Regions from separate parts of the Zea mays genome. Here region 1 is linked to region 2. Evidence: chromatin contacts called from public Hi-C data. All regions are on one chromosome and are shown on one strand. The core of a region is the stretch at or near the end of the contact, and the rest is flanking DNA. Distances in the headings are between cores, read along the strand shown.

Region 1 (6,588 bases), core at 1,935-4,434, 210 kb before region 2:
TCTCCTTCAAGCGAGACCCTAGCATTATGTCTATAGGTATGACCTACTCGACATCAGTAGGGTCGCGCTGGAAGCGCGCGACCGCCATCTCCACGACATCTTGTACGACCTCCTGGGTGGCGTCTTCAGCAGCGGGCCAGCGGTCACCGTTGGAGGCGGCACCGAAGCCATCAAAGCCAAAGAGATGGAGCCACAGCTCGGCTCGCTTCCCACCCGACAGAGTTGGAGCTAGACGAGTTCATGGCGGTGCACCATGAGACACTGGTGAAGCTCACACGAAAGATGGAGCTGCAGCTCAACTCGCTCTCCACCTCCGCAAGGCTGATGAACATCCTTGAAGCCGAATGCTGGAGGAAGAAGCGTCGCCCCCACGGATATCTTGCAGAGATAGGCGATGATGGCTACCTGAAGGATGAAGCAGGGCGTGAAGTGCCGAGGTTGGAGGTCGAGCTCCTCCAGCAGCAGCACGAAGAAAGACGAGATCGGCAGCGCCAACCCGCTGGGGAGGAAGAGCACGTACTCTCCGGCGGCGAGATCGCCGTGAGGAAAGGCGCCGACACGGATCCTTCCAGCGAACGCTAGCACACCCCATCCGGGCAGGTTGCGCACCAAGTAGAGTGCCACCTCGGGCTAGAGGCGCTCGGGAGGGTCTAGCAAGGCCATGGCGGCTACGACGGCAGAAGAGCGCGGAGAACTCAAGGGCGAAAGGGCGCTGCGAGTGATGAGAATGGCTACCGCGCTCGGGGGAATCTGCTTTTTAAAGAAAGATTCCCCCACTGATGCCCCGAAGCACCACGGAAGATCTCGCCCGATGCGCGCCAAGGTGACCCAGCCCCTGGCATGGCGGCCCGGGCCCATGAGTCATACTCCTTGGGCGTCGGTCTCCGTGTGCGAAGAGGGCAAACCGCCACGTGAGGAGCGAACCGCCGTGCCTCTTCATCTCTGTCGAAAGCAACGGACCAACCTCTGACACGGGGGGCCGGGCCCACGAGTCATTCTCCTTGGGTGTCGGCCTCCGTGTGCGAAGAAGGCGAACCGCCACGCGAGGAGCGAACCGCCACGCCTCTTCATCCCCGCCGAAAACCAACAGCACAGTCTCTGACACGGGGGCCCGGGCCCACGAGTCATCCTCCTTGGGCGCCGGCCCCTGGGTGCAGAGAAGTCGAATCGCTGCTCGCGCCCATACTGCGCCCCCTCAGGGCCGCCGCAAAGGACAAAAAAGGTGAACTTTCAAAACCAATGCAGTGGCATCGAGGCACCCCGCGCGTGGCTCAGCAAAACCATCAAGTGCGGAGACCACGGGTCAGTCAGCCGCGGGGATAGGCGTGACAGTTGGCGTGACCAGAGGCGAGCTGGCAGTTATTGTGTCAGCAAGCGCACAGAAGCAGCGTGCCAATCGCCAATCAAGCTTTGGCCCCACCTGCAGGCTCGTTTCCTCCCCTAAGGCGGGCCCGGGGGCCACTGTCGGTACCCTGAATCAGGGGTACCCCTTACTACAGTGTGAAAGCGCGGAGTCCATGCGGCTGCCTCTAGCCATGTGGCAAACAGCGGCTGACCCCGCCACATGGGCGGCACTGGGGCCGCCACGTGGCCGGAGGAGACAATATACTCCATGGTGTCAACAGTGGGTCCGGCCCCCCACGGGAAAGTGTCGGACCCCTGGATACACAGCCCGAACCTCCGGGCAGGATCCAGGACCTCCGCGAGTATAAACTGGACCCCCGAGACGGGAACCGGACCTCCCTGTGTGGGGCCCAAGTCGCTCACAACAAGCTCCCGGGATTCTAGGAGGAGTACCCGGACCTTAATCAAGGCCAGGCGGGGGTCCGGAGCCGACACGTTTCCGAACCATATTGCGTACGTCTCTGCTCCCCGCTCAGGCGGAGACCCGATGCTGCCACGTGGCCAGCTGCCTGTGACGTAAGCCAACGGGCGGAGCCGGACGTAAGGCCTCTGGGCCGCGCGCATTTATTGCGGGTGAGGCGTGTCGCCTGTCAAACTGGCAGGTGATGTGCCGCCTCAACATTAAATGCACCCTGTCTACTCCACTGACAAGCGATGTGCCGCCTCAGCATTAAATGTGCCCTGTCCACTCTGCTGGCAGGCGACGACCAGACCGTCCCGCAGGCGGCGTGCCTGTCAATTTCGTTGGCAGGCAGTACGCCCGTATTGCGAGGTGCACTGTGCTCATCATCACTCGTACGTTGCTAGGGAAACTTCCGCTGCACGCCAATGCTACGTAGACCGCAGATATCAGGGCACAAGAAGATTGCACTGGCGACCAGCATTAGTTGCTTCAAGTGTTACATCTGTTATGTCCCTGGGCCCGCATGTCGGGGCTCAGCACCCTTGTACATGCCCCCCTTTAGCTATAAAAGGGGAGGCACGCAACGTTACAAGACTCAGACACACTTAGATCCATCTCAGGCTCACAAGTTCATACAAGCTCCCGAGCTCAATACATCACACAGTGGAGTAGGGTATTATGCTCCGGCGGCCCGAACCACTCTAAACTGTTGTGTGTTCTTATGATTCGTTCATCGCTTAGCAGACAAGCAAAACGCTTAGGTCCCTCCTCATCTTAGGATTTAGGGCGGGTGCATTCCGCCACCCGGCCGAAGATTTCCTCTTCGACATATACTATTGTACTCCCTCCGCTCTAAACTAGAAGTCGTTTTAGCTCTAAATTTTTATGTCTCCATTTGTATGGGTGATAAGGGATATAGACAAATATACTAAAACGGTAAAAAAGGATTTTAATTTTGGAGGGAGAGAGCGAGTACGATGCGGAGAGTGTGTGTTTTTCAAGCAAAAGCACCGATGGAGTAAAAGCGCAAAAAGAGGAGGGTAGCATTAACTCCTGAAGTAACCGTCAGCTTAATAAGCCTAACTGTAACTGATGACGTTGCTCTTGCCAGTTCCATTTGCATAATATGTGCTGGACGCCCTGGATTTGCCTTTCTCCCGTCCACCTCCACGCGTCTACAGTTCTCCCGTCTGACCTCGCACTTGCAGCGCACGGAAAGAAAACAGACACGAAATATCTGTCGCTTTCTACGAACAAGATTAGCGACAAGATTGACCCCCTGAATAACCCCCATCGCGAAGGAGTACACCAAGAAAGGCAATTCAGCACTGACCGACGACGCCACTATATGAGCTGAGAGCTGAGAGAAAGAAAGCAGCTGGGGTGGAGCTGTAACAGTTCGCCACGGCTAGGCTCCTCTCCCCTCTCAGCTCTCAGCTGCCCCTCCTGCATGCCGATCGCCTCCAAGCTCGTCTACTTCCAGCGCCGCCCCGCGCCGGCGCCGCCTGACGACCCGGGTCCCGAGCCTCCCGACCCCCGCCGCCCCCGCCGCCGCCGCCGCAGCGGCTCCCTCTCCTCCTCTCACCAGAAGCCGGTGAGTACTGACCGAGTACCCAACAACACGCTGCCGTTCCGTTCCCTCTCACCTCCTGCCGTTTTGTTTGCTTACATAAATAAATAAGTAAATTAAAGCCGCGGCCTTTTGCGTTTTCCCCGAGTGAAGAAACCGGAGGGTTTTCTTCTTGATTCCAAAACTCCGGTCTTCCAGCAGACTGCAGATCGTATCCGTAACGGAGAAAAAAGGTTGGTGTTTTCTTGGTGGAGCAGAGCTGCCGATGGATGCAGATGTCTAGTGTACTGTACTGTACACCCTTATGGTTGAGGAGTCCATCAGTAATTCGGTTTCGATGAAGGCCTAGGCCTAGCCTCCTCGTTCTTCAGGAGCATCGAGGAGTCCACCAGCGTCCTGGAATATTCGGCACCGCTTGAATGAGAAGTTAGCTCATAGTCCATCTCGAACTAGGCAGAGTATTATTGTAGCGAACCTAGCAGGCAAAAAAAAAAAACAGAGGATATCCTAAGTTAGAAAGCATGGATGAATCCCTGGCATGGATGATTGCAGCCTCTCAAAATATTAGTCAAAAGAAAAGAGAGTGTAAAAACGATGTGGGCTTGTACAATTGGTATAAACTTGAATGGGCAAATTTGTGTTATCATGTGTGTGTGTTGATGTGTTCCCTTCAATTCATCTACATTTGCGAACAAAGCTTGGCAGTAGTTTAGCTACTGAATCTAGCTGCACAGGAGCATGATGTTCCAGGGCACCAAAGGGATCACGCTGCTGCAGCCAAGCCTCCGGGGCCAGTCGGAAAGGCAGCAGGGCTTCTTCACACGGCCTCCAGCGCAGGGCTTCACCACCGCAGCACGTCGGGGTCGGACCACGGCCGGCTTCCCGACGCCGTGCAGCAGGCCAGGGAACGGCTCCTTCAGAGGCTCGGCAGCGTGGACCTGGTCCTGGCGGCGGGACGAAGGTCCTCGTGCGTTAACCAAACTCTTATTAGCTGCACGTAATTAAATCTGGCAACACGCTCATCAATCTACATCTACGCTTGCTGTGTGTGCTCTCGTCCGTTGCTTGCAGGCACAAGACATGGCCGCTGCAGACACTCTGGGCTGGAGCTGGAGGACTCGCTCGCCCCGTCGTTGACGCCTCTTCGGGCGGCGGTCAAACCAGCTGCTTCCAGTTCCAGTTCCAGCCCGGTGAACGTGAACCCATCCCTGTGTTCCCCAAACCGGCGGCCTCCGCGGTACAGGAAGCAGAAGACGGGCGAGCCGCGCCCGCGGACGCAGCTTCTGACTGCTCCATATGCCTGGAGAGGTGCGGCGCCGGCGGCGGGCTCACGCAGCTGCGCTGCGGGCACGTCTTCCACTCCGCCTGCCTGCAGCGCTGGCTGCGGTCCCGCGCCGACTGCCCCTACTGCCGGGCCACCGTGCGAGCTCGCTCCTAACAGCAGGAAGGAAGGAAGGATGGATGAATGAATGGAAAGTGTGGAACTGGATGACGATGGTTTTATTAACCGTGTGTCGCTGCTCACCTCTTGTTGTAACCACTCCACTAGTATGGGTTTTTTTTCTTTTCTTCTTCCTTTGCCCGTTGAGGTAGACTGGTAGTACTGAGCTTTGCGGCTTCAGCGATTCAGTGTGATATATGTGTGTATGTTGTGTCTAATCTAATGTACGCAGGAAAATTAGATCTGTATCGTTAAAAAGATCTCAACTTTAGAAGAAGATAGATAACACTGAAAGAGTCAGCTTTCTGTGAACTAGATATTTAATTTTGCAAACAGAAGTTGAGTGTTAGGGGGTGTTTGGTTACACCCCGCTAAAATTTAGCCCCTGTCCCATCGAATGTTTGAACCTCCGTTCCGGTTATTAAATGTAGTCGGATTATAAAACTAATTTGTCAGCCGAAAATTAAAAGACGAGACGAATCTAGTCCATTTGGTTGGGTCTATATTTCATACTCCTATTTAAAAGTCAAACGTTTGATGTGACCCGGGCTAAACTTTAGCAGGAGCAACCAAACACCCCCTTAGTAGCATCCAAAATTAAAATCACTCTGTTGCATAATTCTACCATTACTGATTCCTGTTGAGTTTATCCTGCAGTTCTTTGGTGGTGACCCCGATCCCCGGCCCATTTTTGCAGACGACTCTCCTCCACTATGTTGGACACCAAAATGAGCGGACGGTTGGGCCTGGACGGTCCGCGTGTCTCGAGATTAGATTAACTCGGATGTTATCCTTATCTCGTACGTGGTTATCCATCTAATCACGTGGGAGTTTGTTGGCTATCTCTTAGGAAAAGGTCCAGACCTACTCCCCTATAAATATAAAGGGGTACGGCCGATTGAGAACCCCGAACATATTCCAATCGAACCAATTACCTTATTTACTTTTCCTGCCCTAGGAGTAGATGTAGCATAGTTCTAGTTGTAGTCTTCCACATATCCACCTCCATCCCTATTCGACTCTACGTCGTCTAGATCCGTCTTGGGTGGCCTGCCGATCCCAAGACAACCCTAGAATCTCACCCCTCCCGGGGGGCAAGATCTAGTTGTCCATCCAAGACCTCTTTCTCGAATTGATCTCTTAATTTCTAGGCGGCTCCACGTCGTCTGGGGACGCCCCGGGTGACCTATCGACCCAGAGCACCTTAAAATCTTTTCCCCCCAGGGGACGAGATCTAGATTTCAGCAAGGAGGAGGAAGACGACCCTGTCGGCAGGTCGCGGACCGTCCGGCCCTAGGGTGCGGACTGTCCGGCCGTCAAGCAGGAAACCCTAGCCTCGCGCCAGGTCGCGGACCGTCTGGCCCTATGACGTGGACCGTCCGCGCCTGACCAGAGAGCACCGCCGCCGGTTCGTATTGAGTGATTGGCGCCCCCAAAACGGCACCAACATACTTTTTGGCGACTCCGCTGGGGAAGAGGTTGAAGATCTACAAAATCAGGCTTATATGGCCGATTCTAAAGATCTCAACAGGGCTTCTCCAAACAGCAGCACAAGGCTGACTAGTTTATCGGCCGCTGAGCATAAAAGATTAAAAGGTGATATGAAGAAAATAGACGAGGAGGTCCAACGACAAAAAGATCAGGTGCTCAAGGTGGCGGATAAAGGGTTCCTCTCGCACTTCAGGGTGGATTGCCACCAGAAGACCGTCCAAGAGAGGGAAATAGACGCCGATTACATGTCATCCGTGCTGCAACAACTCCCCACAATAG
Region 2 (7,166 bases), core at 3,275-5,774:
CATGTTCATCGCTCAACAAGTTGTGTGGAATAATGTGGTATGAACTCACCAAAGGTGGGAGTTCAAGTGATGTGTAAGGCTAAACAACAATAGGGGTTAAAGCTGAGCATTGCTTTTAATAAGTTGGTCAAATTTTATTAGCAATTACTAGATGTAAGTAAATACCAAACCATAATAAATAATAGAACAAAATTAATAACAAATCCCAATGCAAATGCAAATGACAAAATTGAGTTTAGGTTCCATAAATTAATCATCAGAGAGTCCTGAGCTGCTCATGACCGTGAGCTCGGCTAGTATACCAGTTTTACACTCTACAGAGGTTGTACCCTGTACCCACAAGTCGTGTATCCCAGTCGCCAGGGTTAGCTAGACCCTTAGACACTACCGAGGTGAATGGCTAGGCATCCACTACGAGGCCTTTACAAAGTTCCACTAGCTTCCAAAAACCCGCTACAGTTTATGGGAAGAGCACTTGCAAGAATCCCCTGTCTGACCGCCATCGTAGCAAAATCAACCTGAGAACCTCCTTGCATGCAATCCCCTACTGCCCTTGCCCCTTTCGGATAAGGTAGTCTTCCACTCGCTTTCCTAGTTAGTTGGCCAAGGGCGTCCCATTAAACCCTTTTGGTGGCACGTGTTTCTCAAGTTAAGCTCCATGTTGCAATTTACATTTAATGATCTTGACATGAACATAAGTAAAATAACAGAATAACTGGAACATGTATATAATGAAATATTAAACCAAAAACCATGTAAAGCAATAGCAAAACTACCCATGTGATTGAGGGGTAAACAAGGTAAAAAGGATAACAGACTAGGGTGACCTATTGGGTCCCATCAAAATTAAACCTATGCACGAATAAGTGATAATAAAGAACATTATTAGGTAAACAAATGTGATTATAAGGGCACAACTTGCCTGGCACTTGAGATTCCAGTTACCAGGGTGATTCTTCTGATCCTCGCGACCTCACTGCTAGTCGTAGCAATTCAAACAACCATGGTATAGATAAAATTAACATCACACCACACCACACCACACATAAGAACAAAATGTATAACAATGATCTACACGAAGTTACGGGATCGCGGGATCGAGAACTACTAAGATCAGAGTTACGATTAAGGAGTTATGATTTTATAAAAGGTCTGTGTGATTAAAATATTAAACTATATTATATTTTGGTTAATTTAAATCATATGAGAGGTTATTCTATAAATAATTATCTCAACTTAAATATAAGTTATAAATTGACCATAGATTATATTCTAGTAGATTATAATGATAAGTAGTTTAACGAGACTAACCAACGTAAGTTAAATAAAGATCTAATTATAAAAGAATGGGACATGGTATAATAAATGTTGTTATTGCATAGTAAATATTTGTATGAGACAAACGCAACTTGAACGGATCAAATCGGATTTAAAACGGAGGAGTTATGAATTTTCAAAGGTTTTAATTGTCTCGCATAAGATTAATTAAGAAATCACTTTTATTATTGTTTTCATGTCAAAACAGAGACACTAAGTGATAAACAATAATTTTACAAAATTCTAGAAACTGGAATGAACTGAAAAGAAGCTAAAATAAAATTTATATGGATTTTACAAGCTCCTAGAATTATTTTTGTGTTAAAAATCGATTTCTGATATTATTTATATGATATTCCTTATTACCCGGATTGCGCACCAAATTTTCAGAGAAGGCAGGGGCCACAGAGAAATTAATCCCTAGACTCAGAATACTATTCACTGGACTGCGGGTTAATTTGACTCTCTTCGGGGGTCTCTTTAGCAAAGTCTATCGGCGAAGGGGTATCGGACGGGCTGAGCCGTCAGATTCAAAACCGATGGTTCTGATTAGATCCTTAGTTGCCCCAACTGGTATGCGCTGGCGACCAACCGATCCGAAATCTACGGTCAGAAACCTCTCCCCCGCATTAAACCGCTCTAGCCATTGGATTTCCGATGTACGACCGATACAACTCCCCTTACCTCAATCCTTCATCGCGGATCCAACGGTGAATATCCATCGTCTTCAATTGCCAGACCTCGAACATAACAAAGTCGGCCGCCCCGCGTGGCATAGCTCGCCGGCGAGCACGCGAGTCGAGGACTCCCGTACTGACCACGCCACTGACCGGATTGAAACAGAGGTCCGCCCACCATGGGTTCGATAGTTGATTTAACTGTCAGAGGCCTCCCTTCTACCTCCAGACGTCCCGCGGCGGAGCAAACACCTGCTCATAACGCTGGCGTGATGGATATTGGTGCGCACGAGTCTAATCGTCGAATTCGAGTGCAGTGTTGCATAGTAGAGATAAAGGCGAATCACGCGGATGGGGACTCACCGGCGATTTTGGAGCGGCGACACCCGACCACGGAAGAGCTTGGTTCCACGGCGGACATCAGTCTTCGGTGAGCAATCGCCACAGCTTGGGACGAGCTTTCTTCACACGGACTCCACGACCAGCTTCCCCGTGCCACGAGGAATCCCCACGGTCGCCCCACGAGAGCAGAGGCCCGGTCATGGTGAGATCCGGGTGTGGCTACCCACGGCAATGCCAGCGGCAGAAGGAGAGGAATGGTTGCGAGGCGCGGCGAATCTAGCCCCGGGTCAACTGAAAGCCCAGGTGGTCGGCCATCTATATAGGGCGAGGAATGAGTCTTGCGGCGACGAGGATTGATCAGAGCCTGAGGAACCGCGCGGAGTTCAACCAAAGTCGTTCATGGCCTGCGAGATCTACGGGGAGTTGGCGCTGACGCTAGGGGCCCGTGCGACAATGACTGAACGCGTGCGACGCCCAGTAGAGAGGCTGACACCACTGGCCCACATGGCGGTGACTCAACCCTCAGAACGACGCCCAGGCTGGGCCAGCGGGTGAAGGGAAGTTGGGCTGCCAGTGAAGACCCGGCCCAAGGCGCTGGTAAATCTTTTTTATTTTTTTATTCTTTTACTTTTTTCCAAATTTGAAGCATTTGAACCATATTCAAATCCCTGTTTTGAATTTCAGACTCCCAGTGTCAAAATCATTACTACTATGAATATTACCACTGCTATTTTTAATATTATTAGTTATTATTTTTCTTGTTATTTATTTATGGAGAAATAAATGATTTCCTTTAAATTCCCATCCTTTTCTTTTATGTTCCCCTTTTATTTTCAAATTCTAATTTTTAAACTCAAACTTGTTTCACAAATTTTAATACAAATACAAGAATTTCATTATGAGGTGCGTCTTCGGGGATTATGTCTGAGCAATTAACCTTTTCTGAGCGCATTTTAGGGGCGTATTCTGGGTACCCCTAATTATCATGCCCGACAAGAGCACTCGCTTCTGACTACCGCAACTCATGTTAATTTGTGTTGTGGAAAGAAATTGTATATAACCGTAGTGACGTAGGTGCAACTAAAACTAACTAGTCACTTACGCGCGCCAGCACGCGCATGTACCTAAGAATGAATGTTTTACTTTGGCCTCGGTATGATTCACTGTCATGAGTGTTAAGGAATGTAAATTTGAGAAAGACAATAGCTGCAATTTCTGATGGAGCTATCGTTGAATTTGATGTAGATGCTAATAGTGATATAGATAATTTTCTAACACTATTAGTAACGATAGTTTCAAAGTAGAACATAGTTGCTTTAGCGGTTCTATCAGATGTTCAGTTTATACCTGCATAATTGTGAACATTTGAGGAAAAAAAGTAACGAGAAGAAGTAGTAAGTATCTTTGACCAATCAATAAACATGGTATGTAACATTGAAAAGAAGTCAATGCAAGGTAGTATGCACATTTTTTTTAAGAAACGTCGATACATCTGGTTGCATATATGTGAACGATTGAAAATGTCTCAATGCAAGGTAGTATGTACAATTTTTTAAGAAACGTCGATACATTTGGTTGCATATGTGTGAATTTTAACCAGTTTGGACTCTACATAATGTTTCAGTCTGCACTCTGCAGTTAAACAGTGTCAATGTGTATGATTGAATGAATTTAAGCCGTCTGAATAGAGGGGGGTTCAAAGTAAGCTAGGAAGGATCAAGCTAGCTGATTGCATGCTTTTTGACTTGTCGATGCATGGATGCAAATCTTGTATATTCTTTAATTAGCAGAAACGTGCATATAGTATATCATTGCATTTTTTTATTAATGAATGATTGATGTTCTATGATCGGAGCTAGCTATTGGCGTAGCGATGAACAAAATAATTAAATAAATAAATAATTAAGGGGTTTTGACATAGGTTGAATGGTAGAGTTGTTTCTGAAAATATATAGTAAGATAAAATTTGTAGATACCTGAAACAGTACTCGGTGGATCCACAGTGCCGGCATAACTTTCATGAATTTCTACTCCTTTGTCCGGCATCCAAATGAGATGATCTAAACATGTTTTCTTACTATTTCAATGACAGAAACAAGGTGGTAGAGGCTATTATACACTTTGATCTCAACAACTTTTGTTCTCAGCCGATTGATGCAAGCTTTGGCCCATGTATGCCTCATCGTTCTGGTTTCCGTTTTGATTTTCTTTATTGGGCTTTCTTTTTTTTGTTGGGCCCAGTTTGTATCCTTTTGTTTCGGTTATTCTGTTCTTTTCTGGACTTTTGGTAACCTCATTTTTTAAATAGATTTTAATTTTTCCAAATGAAATTTATTCATTTTCCTTTACAAAAATTTTAATCCCTTAGAAAACGAGAATCCATTTTGCCAAACTAGTACTTAGTTTTTATTTCACATATTGTTGTTTCATTGTTTTAAAAAATGACATTTTTTCTCTTTTGGTGTGCATTACATTTTACAATGTTCACAAACTTTTGTTTTTCAGTTTCACCATCTTTTTATATGAAACAGACAGCTGACTATGATCTGAATTTCTTCTGTTACCTTCACTTCTATGTAAATGGCAATGGGGTTCTTGTCTTGACCGTGCTTCAGTTGGTTTAACCTATTACTACAAACGAAGAACCTGGACTACATCTTCCAATCGTTCAACTTCAAGACATCGACGATATCCCTAGCGTTTTCAGTTTGACTGCGTACTTCTACAAACAGAGACAATTAAACGAAATGAATACAAATAAGCAAATTACTGTTTGCAAACCACCATCGGCCGTATTAACTCGCATGCCTATTCATCAGCGAATCTGTCTGTTGGCACTCTGTTTCTGCTCTGCTGGCTGAAGCTAAATATAATTTATCGATAATCATCGTTGGAGTGCAGAATTCCATAGCGTTGAACATTAAAAGTGGCGGACGGTCCGATCCTAGGGCGCGGACAGCGATCGGATTGACTCGGATGATTATCTTTATCTCATGCGTGGTTATCCATCTAATCACGTGGTTATCTCTTAAGAGGCAAGATCTATTTCATCTACCTCACTCAAGATCTCCTCCTCGAATTGATCTATTAATTTCTATGTGACTTTACGTCGTCTAAGAACATCGCGGGTGACCAGCTTGATAGAGGATGAGGCCCGATCTTCCGTGAGGTATGATAACTTGATTGGGTGGAGATCTCGACGTTGATGATCCAAGACTCCGAGCGAACGGCTCCTCGCAATGACTACACCTCTGCTCTGTTGGTTATCACCCGTAACACACGAGTGACCTCGCCACGAAGGCTTATCCCTGCAAGCGCAATCAAGAACACAAGCCAGAACAGAAAGAACGCAACCAAACTGTGTTAATTACGAGATGGGGTCTCACAAGCCGATGACAGTAATATTGTTCGATGACAGAATAATCTAAGCAAAATCCACCCTAATGTGACGACAGCTGCTGAATATATAGAGTATTAGGGCGTGCGTGACCACTGGTCTCGTCCCTAATGGTCTCCAACGCGATACACGGGCCAACGGTCCAACAGACGGTGTCGCAGCACCAAACAGAATTGTTTCGACGATTCCCGTTGACTCTGGATGAATTTTAAGGTGGAACCAGTTGGGTTGGTTAGATAATTTCTTTATCTTTCCAACCATATCAAGTTCGCCGCAATCGAAGTATGAATGCGTACTGGGCACCCATTTTTGTACAGGCTGGACATGGAACCCCAGATAGAATCGCAGCTGAGACGGACTTGATGTCCTTCCTGTTGTGGACGCCATTGCTCCTCCTCCTCAATCCCTTGGCCTTTCCCAAGTCCTTGTTGGTCCTTTCCAATGTTTCTAATCATTAAACATCTATGGTCCTGAGCGTAAGCTCTAAAACGTAATTGACTAGGGTAGAATGTACATGAATATTTAGTTGTCGTGCACGCGATCGTGTTAAAGGTGGGACTAATCCCAAAATTAGGTGGCAACTCAATTGTGTACGCATTATCATTAATTTTTGCAAGAACTTTATAAGGCCCAACAACATGTGGCATGAGTTTAGACTTTCTCAAATTAGGAAACATATCCTTTCTCAAAGAACCCACACCACCTGGTTCTAATTTTATATCCTTCCTACCTTTACTAGCAGCAATACGATATTTTTCATTCATCTTTTCAATTTGCAACTTAGTTATTTCATGCAACTTAAGAGTGAATTTAGAATTCAGAACATTGTGTAGCATCCAAGTTCACTATTTCAGAAGTTGGTAAAGGTACCAAATCAATTGGAGCACAAGAATTAAAACCATTTACTACCATAAATGGACTAAGCTTGGTTGTGGAATGAAATGATATGTTATAAGCAAACTTAATATGCGGCAAACATTCCTTCCACAACCTCAAATTATCTTTTAAAACAGCACGCAACATAGTAGATAAAGTGCGATTAACATCCTCTGTTTGTCCATCAGTTTGGGGATGACAAGTAGTAGAAAATAGCAACTTTGTTCCCAATGTAAACCATAAGGTTCTCCAAAAATGGCTTAAAAGCTTAGCATCCCTCTCAAAAACAATAGTATTTGGCACACCATGCAACCACATAATCTCAGTGACGAACAAATCAACAACATACGAATCATTATAAGTTTTGTGATAGGGTATAAAATGTGCAATCTTGGAGAAATGATCGACAACCACAAAAACGCTATCACTCCCCCTCTTTGTTCTAGGCAAACCCAAAACAATGTCCATAGAAATATCCTCCCAAGGTGCACTAGAAACAGGAAGAGGCATATAAAGACCATGTGAGTTAAGTCGGGACATAGCTTTGTTGCATGTGG

The links. Hi-C and Micro-C count contacts between places; a contact is called where the count stands out from the background.
Region 1: a Hi-C map of leaf shows a contact between it and region 2, with 4 times the contacts expected there. The contact joins the promoter of LOC100192938 here to the enhancer-like site in region 2. A contact is called at or near these places in 3 of 25 Hi-C or Micro-C datasets (ear, leaf and tassel).

The regions. Positions count from the first base shown.
Region 1 is chr1:165,029,148-165,035,735 of Zm-B73-REFERENCE-NAM-5.0, reverse strand. It overlaps LOC100192938 (putative RING zinc finger domain superfamily protein), which reads left to right and starts at 3,184. Exons shown (of 3, transcript NM_001138119.2): 1 at 3,184-3,401; 2 at 4,112-4,338; 3 at 4,449-5,071. The coding sequence starts at 3,258. The coding sequence ends at 4,815.
Region 2 is chr1:164,821,094-164,828,259 of Zm-B73-REFERENCE-NAM-5.0, reverse strand. No RefSeq gene overlaps it. Among protein-coding and RNA genes, the nearest start is that of LOC118473082, 29 kb to the right of the region's middle. Within about 2 kb of position 4,524, at least 2 of the 20 cell types and tissues checked have an H3K27ac peak or open chromatin away from gene starts, as enhancers often do. A contact at or near this core is called in leaf, where this site is marked.